Regions from separate parts of the Mus musculus genome. Here all the other regions are linked to region 1. Evidence: chromatin contacts called from public Hi-C data. All regions are on one chromosome and are shown on one strand. Each heading gives the region's core, a stretch centred on a gene start, on an enhancer-like site or on the middle of the called end of the contact. The rest is flanking DNA. Distances are from core to core; before and after follow the strand shown. Region 1 has its middle 230 kb from the start of Gm34499. Region 2 has its middle 18 kb from the start of Gm34499. Region 3 has its middle 76 kb from the start of Gm34499.

The links. A called contact is a pair of places that touch in the nucleus more often than the background predicts.
Region 2: a contact with region 1 is called in a Hi-C map of liver, with 2.6 times the contacts expected there. The contact joins two enhancer-like sites. A contact is called at or near these places in 2 of 484 Hi-C or Micro-C datasets (both in liver) and 3 of 115 datasets of contacts at active chromatin or transcription factors (astrocytes, fibro-adipogenic progenitors and kidney).
Region 3: a contact with region 1 is called in a Hi-C map of muscle stem cells, with 2.4 times the contacts expected there. The contact joins two enhancer-like sites. A contact is called at or near these places in 3 of 39 promoter capture datasets (the 3T3-L1 cell line and liver), 13 of 484 Hi-C or Micro-C datasets (the HL-1 cell line, Sertoli cells, cortical neurons and 6 more) and 2 of 115 datasets of contacts at active chromatin or transcription factors (heart atrium and pancreatic cancer cells).

Annotation. Positions count from the first base shown.
Region 1 is chr14:45,991,253-45,994,524 of GRCm38.p6, forward strand. No RefSeq gene overlaps it. Among named protein-coding and RNA genes, the nearest start is that of Gm34499, 230 kb to the right of the region's middle. Within about 2 kb of position 1,564, at least 18 of the 459 cell types and tissues checked have an H3K27ac peak or open chromatin away from gene starts, as enhancers often do. A contact at or near this core is called in liver and muscle stem cells, where this site is marked.
Region 2 is chr14:46,201,328-46,204,599 of GRCm38.p6, forward strand. No RefSeq gene overlaps it. Among named protein-coding and RNA genes, the nearest start is that of Gm34499, 18 kb to the right of the region's middle. Within about 2 kb of position 1,709, at least 3 of the 459 cell types and tissues checked have an H3K27ac peak or open chromatin away from gene starts, as enhancers often do. A contact at or near this core is called in liver, where this site is marked.
Region 3 is chr14:46,143,312-46,146,583 of GRCm38.p6, forward strand. No RefSeq gene overlaps it. Among named protein-coding and RNA genes, the nearest start is that of Gm34499, 76 kb to the right of the region's middle. Within about 2 kb of position 1,685, at least 53 of the 459 cell types and tissues checked have an H3K27ac peak or open chromatin away from gene starts, as enhancers often do. A contact at or near this core is called in muscle stem cells, where this site is marked.

The DNA of each region.
Region 1 (3,272 bases), core at 314-2,813:
TAACAGTCTCTCTCACGTCGAAGTCCTCATAATTGTCCTTTCACAGACTAGAAAGCCGGGGATTAGATATGTTCACTTCACCCAGACTACCCAGTGGTAGACTAACACTGGGATCCAGAACTTTCTTACTCAAATCCCCAGTTCTCATACACATCCAGGAAAGGTAAGTTTTCTCTTCCCTTGTGGAATGTGAAGGTAACTGTACCTTCTTCCACTTTAAGACCACAAGTGAATAAATTGCTGTCATTATTTCATTATAGTTTTAGCTTTGGGTTTGTTTACTATTGCTGTCATTGTTGTTGTTTTGTTTTGTTTTCCCAGATTATCGGGGAGGTGGGGTGGAAACCTTAAGTGTCTCAATCAAAGCCAGGCCAGGTTCCTTTTCTTCACAATGCATTTCTGCTAGACTTTAGAAGCCAAAGTTTGTCTGACCAGCTGCTTCTGATCCGGTTTCCACAAGTCTCGATGGAGCGAAACAGGCAGCAATTTACTGTAAATGTGTTTGGGATTGGCTGAAAGCTAGGAAGCACTAAAGGATTCGCCTTTATTTGGCAACCACAGAAGTGTCCTCTAACCTTCAAACCCTGGATGGAGGGAGACCGACAAAGCATTCCTTGCTGGCTCCTGCTTTGAACACACTGGACTCTTGAAGGAATTTTGGGCAGAACAGCTTCTAGAAGGTCCTTTCACCTGCTTCTCAAGCTACATTGAGAACCCCCCCTATCCCAGTCCCAGTTCTCCAACCAAAGCCCAAGTCTACAGACTTCATCTATTTCTCCACGGCAGGAATTGGAGAACAGCAAGATTTTTGAGAACTGCCACGTCCTGCCCTCAGGCGGACACCCTGACCTTGTGAAGTTCAAGTGAGGAGTCTGCTCGAGGGGGAGGTCTTTCACTGACAAGCAAGCTGAGGGCCTGAGACTGAGTGCCCGAGGGCTTGCATCCAGGACTGGTTACATAAGAGAACTTCCAAGAGAGGACAGAACATAGTTTTCAACAAATAAATAAGGCAAAAAGGCTGCACTCACCAGTGCCACAGCTGGGAAGCAACTGTGAGCAATGAATTTCTCATGCTAACAAATCCAAACTCTTCGGAAAACAGATGATGAACCCAGGGCCTGGCACTGGGACTCCTGGCAGAAGCTGCAAAGCTTCAGAGATGGAAGGGTATCTAGAGACGACGAGTTCACAAACACAGCTGAGGGCCAGCAACCTGCTTTCCTGCCCTGCCTGGCCTGGCCTGCCTGGGTGGGTCCCGTCCGTACAGGGTTTCTCCAGGAGGACCGCAGACGAAACACACCTTCATCTGCAGCCCACACACTCGAGAGAGAGAAATAATTAAACAGTTTTTCTTAACCTTCTGACCTCTTCATTTATTATCGCCATCCATTATGTGTACCTTCTCGAATCACAGAATCCCCAAACTGAGCTCTGGGGTCAAGGGTTTATTGTTTAATGGAGATAGAACATTTTGTAAATTGCACGGAGTCACAATGTTTATAATAGACGCTTCTGGTGTACTGAACCTCCCCATTTAACAAACAGTGAGCCTTGACATGTGTTCTTCCTACAGAGCAAAAATCCGGGGTAAGTGCAGTATTGGCATGAATGTGTTACCAAATCCTTCCTGTAAACCCAGTGACATCTGCAGTCAAATAAAAACATTCCTTTCCCCAAATACCAGGAAATGCTGAGAGGATCACTCATCTTCTAAGGTCATGCTTAAATGAAGTTCTGGCTTTGAGAACACACAGCGAGGATGAAGAGGGCCAAGAATTCTGTCCAGTACACATCGGCTGCTACAAGCCTTTGGGGACAACCTCTTGTTTCAACTATGAGCCCGTGTATGGAGAAGCTTTTCCTCGAGTTTAACCTTTGAATGAAAAATGTCAATATTTTAAGAAATGTCCCCACATTAAAAAAAAAATCCCTGTTGTCTTTAAAACAAAACAAAACAAAACAAAACAGAATTTGTCCTTTCAAGTCAGAAATGGATTTGCTTGAAATAAAGCAAACATCCACAAAAAGGTACCCCACCAAAATTACTCATGTATAAAATCCCTACAATTGAGCAAATATCAATATTTTTTAGTAAAGAAACTTCCTCAAAGGTTGGGAAAGTTGTGAAGAATCCTAAGAAGGACTGTGTTAGTCTAACAACTTAACCCTTTGTGTCAGAGAGAAAAAAGAACCGTCCATGTGCGTATTCTGTTCTTTGGGGAACTTTGTTTCGTGATGGTTACGTGCTACCATATGCAATAAAAATGTGACTGATGCAAACATTACAAAGAGTGACTTGCCATGAATTATTTGCATAACTTCTATCTCACAATTAAATAATTGGTTCATGGTCCAGGTTGTACTTAAAACTCTCAAAGGGGGGAAAAAAAAAGAAAGAAAGAAAAGAAAAGAAAGAAACCCACAGTTTTTACATTTTACATGTTTACTGCCTCGGGAAGATTTTCCAAAACAACCCTTAACCATAGTCATTCAGGCTTTTCTCACCTTCCTGAGTTTGAAAGAATCTTGTAGTAGTTAATGCTAGTTTAACACACTCCCTGGGTTGCTTTGATTGCAGCAAGTCGGGCCATATTTGATTAGCCAGCAGGTGTCACTGTGGGTTTGGGTGGCAACCCGACTGACCACAAAAAGAATGATGAGGAAGACAGGGAAAGAAATGAAATGTGAAAAGCAGGTTCTGAGAGGAAAAGCACAAGGCACTTATAAAATCTGTGGCCCCTCTCTTCAGCCTATCAAGAATTCTGTACCACTCTCATGCTGAGAGCCCCAGAAACATAATTCACATACATAAAGGAAGTGGATGCCTTCCATTACTGAAGTCAGCTTCAGTGTATATAAAATAGTGACAGAAATGAGTAAAGCTGAGAGATGAATTCTTGTAGCCTTTGCTTAATCGCTCAAGTCTTAGCTATGTATTTCATCTTTTTAAACCATAGAGATCATTGCTTTATCTCAGAAATGGTGACTGTCTTCCAGCTTTTTGGTAGGTTATAGACGCATGGCCCCGAATGAGGTCTTGGCTATCCCTAACCTCAGTGGGAAAATAAATTCCAGTGCTTCATTCACTGAAGGGGCATCTTGGGCCCTTCTTCCATCTTTATAGGATCTGGGTTACTCATTTGCAACAAAGCCAGCCTATCCATGCCATCCTCCTGAGTACATGGAATTTCTTCATAAATAAAATTTCAATTGGTAAAATTAACACATATTTCTTAAGAATGGTTGGCCATAAAACCTCCCTGAGCTGAGAG
Region 2 (3,272 bases), core at 459-2,958, 210 kb after region 1:
AGCTACCAACTTAACCAGAGGAAGCCTTCCTGTATCTCTAGCAGAGCAATGTTCTAACATGGAAAGTATTGGATGCAGAAAACCAAAAGAGAATTTAATAAATGTATGCACTGACACAAACATTGGGAGCATAAGCAATAGTAGTGTCTTGCATATTCTAGAAAAAAAAATAATACTCAAATGCTCTATTACAAAGACACAGGGTAAGCTATCATCAAAGATAAGCTATTGTGAGATATTTATATTATTTGGATGGATAATAAATGTATTTTGCAAATTAAATCTTGTAAAATTTTAAAATGAGGACTAAATATTTTCAAGTAACTAAAGGAGTAAAATATAACATCCCAAGCTAAATAAAGAGAAAAAATATGGAAAAAACTATTTAGACATGCAAACATGCAAATGTCAAAGCCCCAGTGACACACCTGCTCCAACAAGACCACACCTCCTAATCCTTCCCAAATAGTTCCACCAACTGGGAACCAAGTATTCAAACATAGGAGCTTGTGGGAGCCATTCTCATTCCAACCACCACAGTTGCAGACAAGGGAAGAATACATGTTCTTACTGTGTCCTTCAGCACAGTACTAGAAGTTCTGGCCATTGAAGTCAAACAACAAAAGGAAATAAAAGGTACCTACGTCTAAAAGTGAGAAATCGGACTGTTCCTATTTACAGAAGACACTGTAGCCTACATGAAAAGTTTAAACACTTCTTTTTAAAAAGTGTCCATGGAAGTTGGACGGCTAAACAGGGTGGTCAGCTTGCCTGGATTCAGAATCACCACCGAACCACAGGTGGGTATGTCTCTGGGGGTGTTCTCAGAAAGGTCTTAAGGCTTTAACTGAGGGTATCAGTTTAACTGTGGCTCATATCATTCCATGGGACGGGGCTCTGGATGAAATACAAAGCTGAATTTGAGCTGAGCACCAGCATCCACTTCTCGCTGCTTCCTGAGTTTGGATTTAATGTAACCAGCCACCTCCAGCTCCTGCCACTGTGTCTCTCCTTCCGTGGTGGGATGTGCACTCACCTGTAAGCCAAACGGAACCCTTCTTCCTTAAACTGCATGCCAGGTGTTTTTTTGTTTTGTTTTGTTTTGTTTTTGTTTTTGTTTTTTTTTTTTTGACAGCAAGAGCAACTACTACAGAAGTAACACATAGTTTAGAAACTGGAGCAGGATGTAAATGTTCTGCCTTGGGTGTGGTTTGTTCTCCAAAGTTTCATGAGCTGGTAGCATGATCCCCAGCATGGTGATGGTAAGAAAACATAAAGCCTTTGAGAGACAACATCTAGGAAAAACTAATTAGATTGGAAGGCCATTGCCTCTGAAAGAGATGAACTCTGATCTTATATAAAGTGAGTTAGCTCTAAAAGAATAGGCTATTACAATATGAATGCAGACTAGAGAAATGACTACATAGCTAAGAGCCCTTTTTGCTCTTGCAGAGAACCGTGGTTCAATTCCCAGCACCCACATGGTAGCTCATAACCATCTATATCACCTGTTCTCAGGGATCTGACACTGGTTTCTGACCTCCTCAGGGACCACATGCACATGGGACATTTACATACATGCAGGGGAAACATCCACACAAGCAAAGTAAAATAAGTCATTTATTTTAGAAGAATCAAGCATGTCCTCCCTGCATGCTTGGTCAGTTAGGAACACAGACCTCTGTCCTTTGCTCCACTTGGCTGTCACCCAACAGAGTCCTCACCAACGTCAAAAGAGAAACAGAGCTGCCCGATTTTACATGTTTAGCCTCTAAAACTGTCAGCTAATTAACACCCTTTCTTCAAAATTACTCAGATTTGGAGACATTGATAAAACAAAACAAAGCGACACAAAAAGTCACTTCTGCTTCTATGAACCAGTAACAGCGTACACGAGGACAGACGAAAAGCATGGTGTTATTTGCACCTTTTCAAAATAAAGAAACCCTTAGTGAGGCCTCACAACCAAAACAGATTTTCATGCTAATGAGTGAAATTTAAAAATACCTAGGTAGTTAGAGAAACATTTAATAGTAGATAGATCTCTCAAAATCAATATATAGTAAAGATTTCAACCCCTCCCCCAAAAGTGATATATATGTTTACCATAAGCTTTATAAAAACCTTGAGGGGAGGTAGATATTTACCAAATTGTCATAAAATTTATATTCAATGTTAAGAGAAACTAAAACATGTTGAAAGAGGAGGAGGAGAGGGAGAAGAGTCGCCTTTTCTGAGTCAAGACCCACTAGTTATAGTAATCAACCTTATACAGATCAAATTCTAAAAATCTAGAAATGGCCACTGAAGTGCAGCCAACTGAGTTTCAACAAAGGTTAAAACATAGGTGGAAGAAGGGTGTTGTTTTTCATAAATGTTATAGAAGCCATTAGTCATCCATAGGTTAAAAACATATAAATTAAATAGGATATCTGAAAATTAAGTCATCAACTCAAATGATCATAAATGTAGTGTAAAACAGAAAACTAGAGGGGTTGGAGTGATGGCTCAGTGGTTAGATCACTTGTTGCCCTTCCAGAGGACCCAGGTTTGAGTCCCAGCACCTATATAGAGGCTCACAATCATTTATTATTCAAGTCCCAATGCCCTTTTCTGATCCCTGGGAGCACCAGGCATGTTCATGATACACAGATATATATTCACGCAAAACACTCATACACCTAAACTAAAACAAATAAACCATAACATGATAAAAATAAACGATACAATGATTTTTCAAAAATAGCAGAGCAGAAAGTCTTCTAAACTCAGGGCTTGAAGAACTGCATGTAGGCATAAAACATAAGCAAAATCCATTAGACCAAAGTATGTTATGCTGGACTTGATTGAAATTAAATGTTTTATTAAAAGGAGAAAAGACAGCTGGGCTGGTGGTGTACACCTCTAATCCTATCACTTGTGGGGGGGGGCATAGGCAGGTGGATCTCTGAGATTTTAAGACCAGCATGATCTACATACAGAGTGAGTTCCAGGACAGCCACCGCTACATGGAGAAACCCTGTCTCAGAAAAAAACAGAGTCAGGCTAGAGTGATAAGGAGAGAGGTGGGGAGGTGGCTGGAAGAAAGTATTTACAAACAACATATCTAGCAAGCACTAGACTACATAAAGAACTTCCAAACACAGCAGTATAAAGACAGACATGAACTATACATACACTATGCATAGTATATTCCCGCCATGGCTACTATCCAATATGTTCGGTGTGGATGCTGGTAGGATCTAGAGGAGGCATTCACAGATCCACCTGTA
Region 3 (3,272 bases), core at 435-2,934, 150 kb after region 1:
AAGACTAAGTAGACAATTTTAGAGTTAACTGCAGAATAGTCACTACGAGCTCATTTGCATAAAGTCTGTTGTCCATATACCAATCTTTTCTTGGAACAAAAATCACATTGCAATACACAGCATGTACTCAGCCGCAGTGATGGGGGATGTGTATTACTTTAATCTGTAGGATTTTTTTCACTAAGTGTTATGCAACTTTAATATTTGAAGATGAAACTAGGACTGGAAAGATGACTGCCTGGGCAAGGCACCTGTTGGCAAGCATGAGGATCCGAGTTCAGAGTCCTGCTATCCATTATTAAAAAGCGAAGAGACACAAACAAACAAACGAAAACCAGACACTGCTGTGTATCTTTAACCTCAGCACTTAGGGAGCAGAGACCAGGAGGATTCTGGGCGCTCTTGGCCAGCCACTGCAGCTGAAACACTGAGCCCTGGGTTCAGTGAGAAAGCCTGTCTCAAAAATAAGGCAGAGAAGCAACTGTGGACAATATCCTGATATCAATACCCATATATGAACACAGGTATACAACACACACACATACACACACACACACACATACACACACACACACACACACAGAGAGAGAGAGAGAGAGAGAGAGAGAGAGAGAGAGAGAGAGAGAGAGAGACACCATGAAAAAGAAAAAAAGAAAAAGGGGCAAAGGCCATTTTTAGCCCTGGATGGTAGAGAGTTTAAGCCAGGGTGCAGGGAGCAGAGTCTGAAAATGGCTCCTCCCTTGTGATGACAGTGTATTTGGAAGGATCTGAGAGGATGTTTCCAAGGAAACTTAGCAATGAAGTCCCAGACCATCATCTCTGACAAGAAGAAGAAAGGAGGGTGGGGTTTCTGTCTGCCCCATGAGAAGATTAAAAAGAGGAAATGAATTAAATTTTACATTAATAACAAAGTAAACATCTTTGTTTAAAACAACAACATTGTTGCCCCTGCAGCTATTGAGCCTCAGCAGACAGAGCCAGACGAGGGCTGCCCTAACTGCCCAGATAAGACCTTGCCAAGAGTGAAAGTATCAGCAAGAGGAAACGTATGCTAGACTACAACAAAATTAATTTCAGTGAGGGTATCACAGAGAACAAATTATCATGTCTGATAACACAGAGTCCTTGTAAGCCAAAGGACAAAGATAACGCTCAAGTTCAAAGACTTGCCGTTTACTTTGCCTTGAGTGGACTACATTTATTCTGAACACAAGAGGAATAATTAAGGATGTTTCCTGTGCTGTTTCTGATATTAATTAAAGCTCACCAAGGAGACCTGATAGGAGAACAATAGCAATGTAGCCAGTCAGATAGGAGCACAGATTCATTTGTGTTGCTTACTGCATGTCAGCTAAAGAATTTGTCTCCGGGCATATTTGAGAGCCACTTGTTTGTGACTTTGGTTAGAAGACTGTGAAGTAAAGTGCATTTGTTTTGTTGACAATCACTATTCATTTTTCATTCTACGGAAAGGAGACAAAGGGAAGCCCAAATGCAGAGGGACACAGCTCGTGGCCAGGTCCTTTGGCAGTAGCCAGTGGTTTGTGACGATCTGATTACCATTGTTTGGCCACTCACATGTGATTGCTTTTTATTTTGGATGTATTCGGGAAGAATGTGGGGTTGACAAAGCACTCAGGAATGAAGGTTTCGGCTCTGTGTTCTCACTCCCAGCTATGACTCATCTCTCTAATGAGGTTTGAGGGCAACTGTGTAACGCCTGTGTCTCAGTGTTTCATCTATAAAATGGGAATGGTAAGCACCACATGAACTACCAGGGGATTTTTGAAGTTACCTAATGAGTGTGAAGGTATTTCAAAACAAATAAGGCAATAAGGACATATATATGTATTGTAATCTTTTTATCTCATTCTGAAAGTTTTTTTGTTGTTGTTGTACAAAACAATGGATTTCATCACGGTATTTTTATACAAATATTTCTTGTCAATAAAGGTTGACAAATGATTTATTTTTAAGGAAGGAAAACATCTCTTGGGAATGAGCTTTCACAATACAATAAATCTCATTTCTCTTGGGTGGTCTTAAAAGACCTGAAGCTAAGTGCTGGGACAGGACAATCTTTCCAGGTTCCATCAGGTTCTCTGACTTCATCACGCCGTGCAGATCTGCTCAAATGTGCACACTGTTCGTTCTCATGTTCAAACAGCAGCAAAGTACCACAGTTCCTGTGCATTTTAGAAATTGGACAGCACTCCTGAATGCTGACTAATGTTTTAAATTGCAACTACTACAGTTCTTTCAAACCTCAAGGAATGTTCATAAATCTTAATCTCAATTAATTTTAGCAAAGCAGTGCCAGGGTCATGTTTCAATTAAAATTTGACCGAAGCCCATAGTCCTTGGGAAGGCAACATAAAGGAACTGCTTTCAAACACTGCAGCGGGAGAGGAGAGCAACGACAATTGAACGTTTGTACAAGTGATCTAATAAGCATATGGATGGGTACGGAGGCCAAAGCTGGCTGCCAGTTCTGCAGCTAATATTTCTAGAAGTCAGCATATGCTGATCACTGTGTTCCTGAAAACGGTTTCAGAAAGTGAAAACAAATGATGGTTCTCTGGCTTTTGATTGGCTATGTGAGCAGCACTTCGAGATCACCCTGAACTGGGAGGAAAGCAAGAAGCTTATCTATAGCTGTATGGGATTGGAGTGAATGCTGGGACTCGACGTCATCACTTTCTGAGTGACTAGCTCTCCAACCTTAAAAAATGAAAATGATCCTTCGATTGTGTATCAATTGCACACATATCCGGGGAGATGAAAACATGGGATTTTGTGTGATATTTCCTAGTGAAAGCTGGAAGAAGTATGATTTTTCTTCACTTCAGGAAACTAAAGCCTCTGGGGATTTCTCAGTGTTTAATTTGGACAAAGTCTGTGAAAGCGTTCAGTATTTACCCTGGTGCCACGTGAAGTGTGTGCTTTGGGCCTGAGTTGTCATTTCGGACTGAAATGTGAGTTTCCATTTGAAAAGATGTAGCTTTGACTAGGAATAAACTGTCACAGGCTGCTGAGGAGATGCCTGGAACTCTCAAATTAGCATCTTTCTAGATGGCCTCTTTCAAGACCACAATGCTTGGAGGAGGTGCAAAAATTGGAAAATTAAGACTTGCCCTAAATAAAAGGGTTGTGCTACATCTGGAGAAGCCATTGCTTTCTTTTGTTTTGAGAGACCTGATTGGAGGCTTCATGTATTTACTGAGCTACTGTGTGTGCTCTGGTGTGAGGTCGTCTCTAACCAGGAGCCCCAG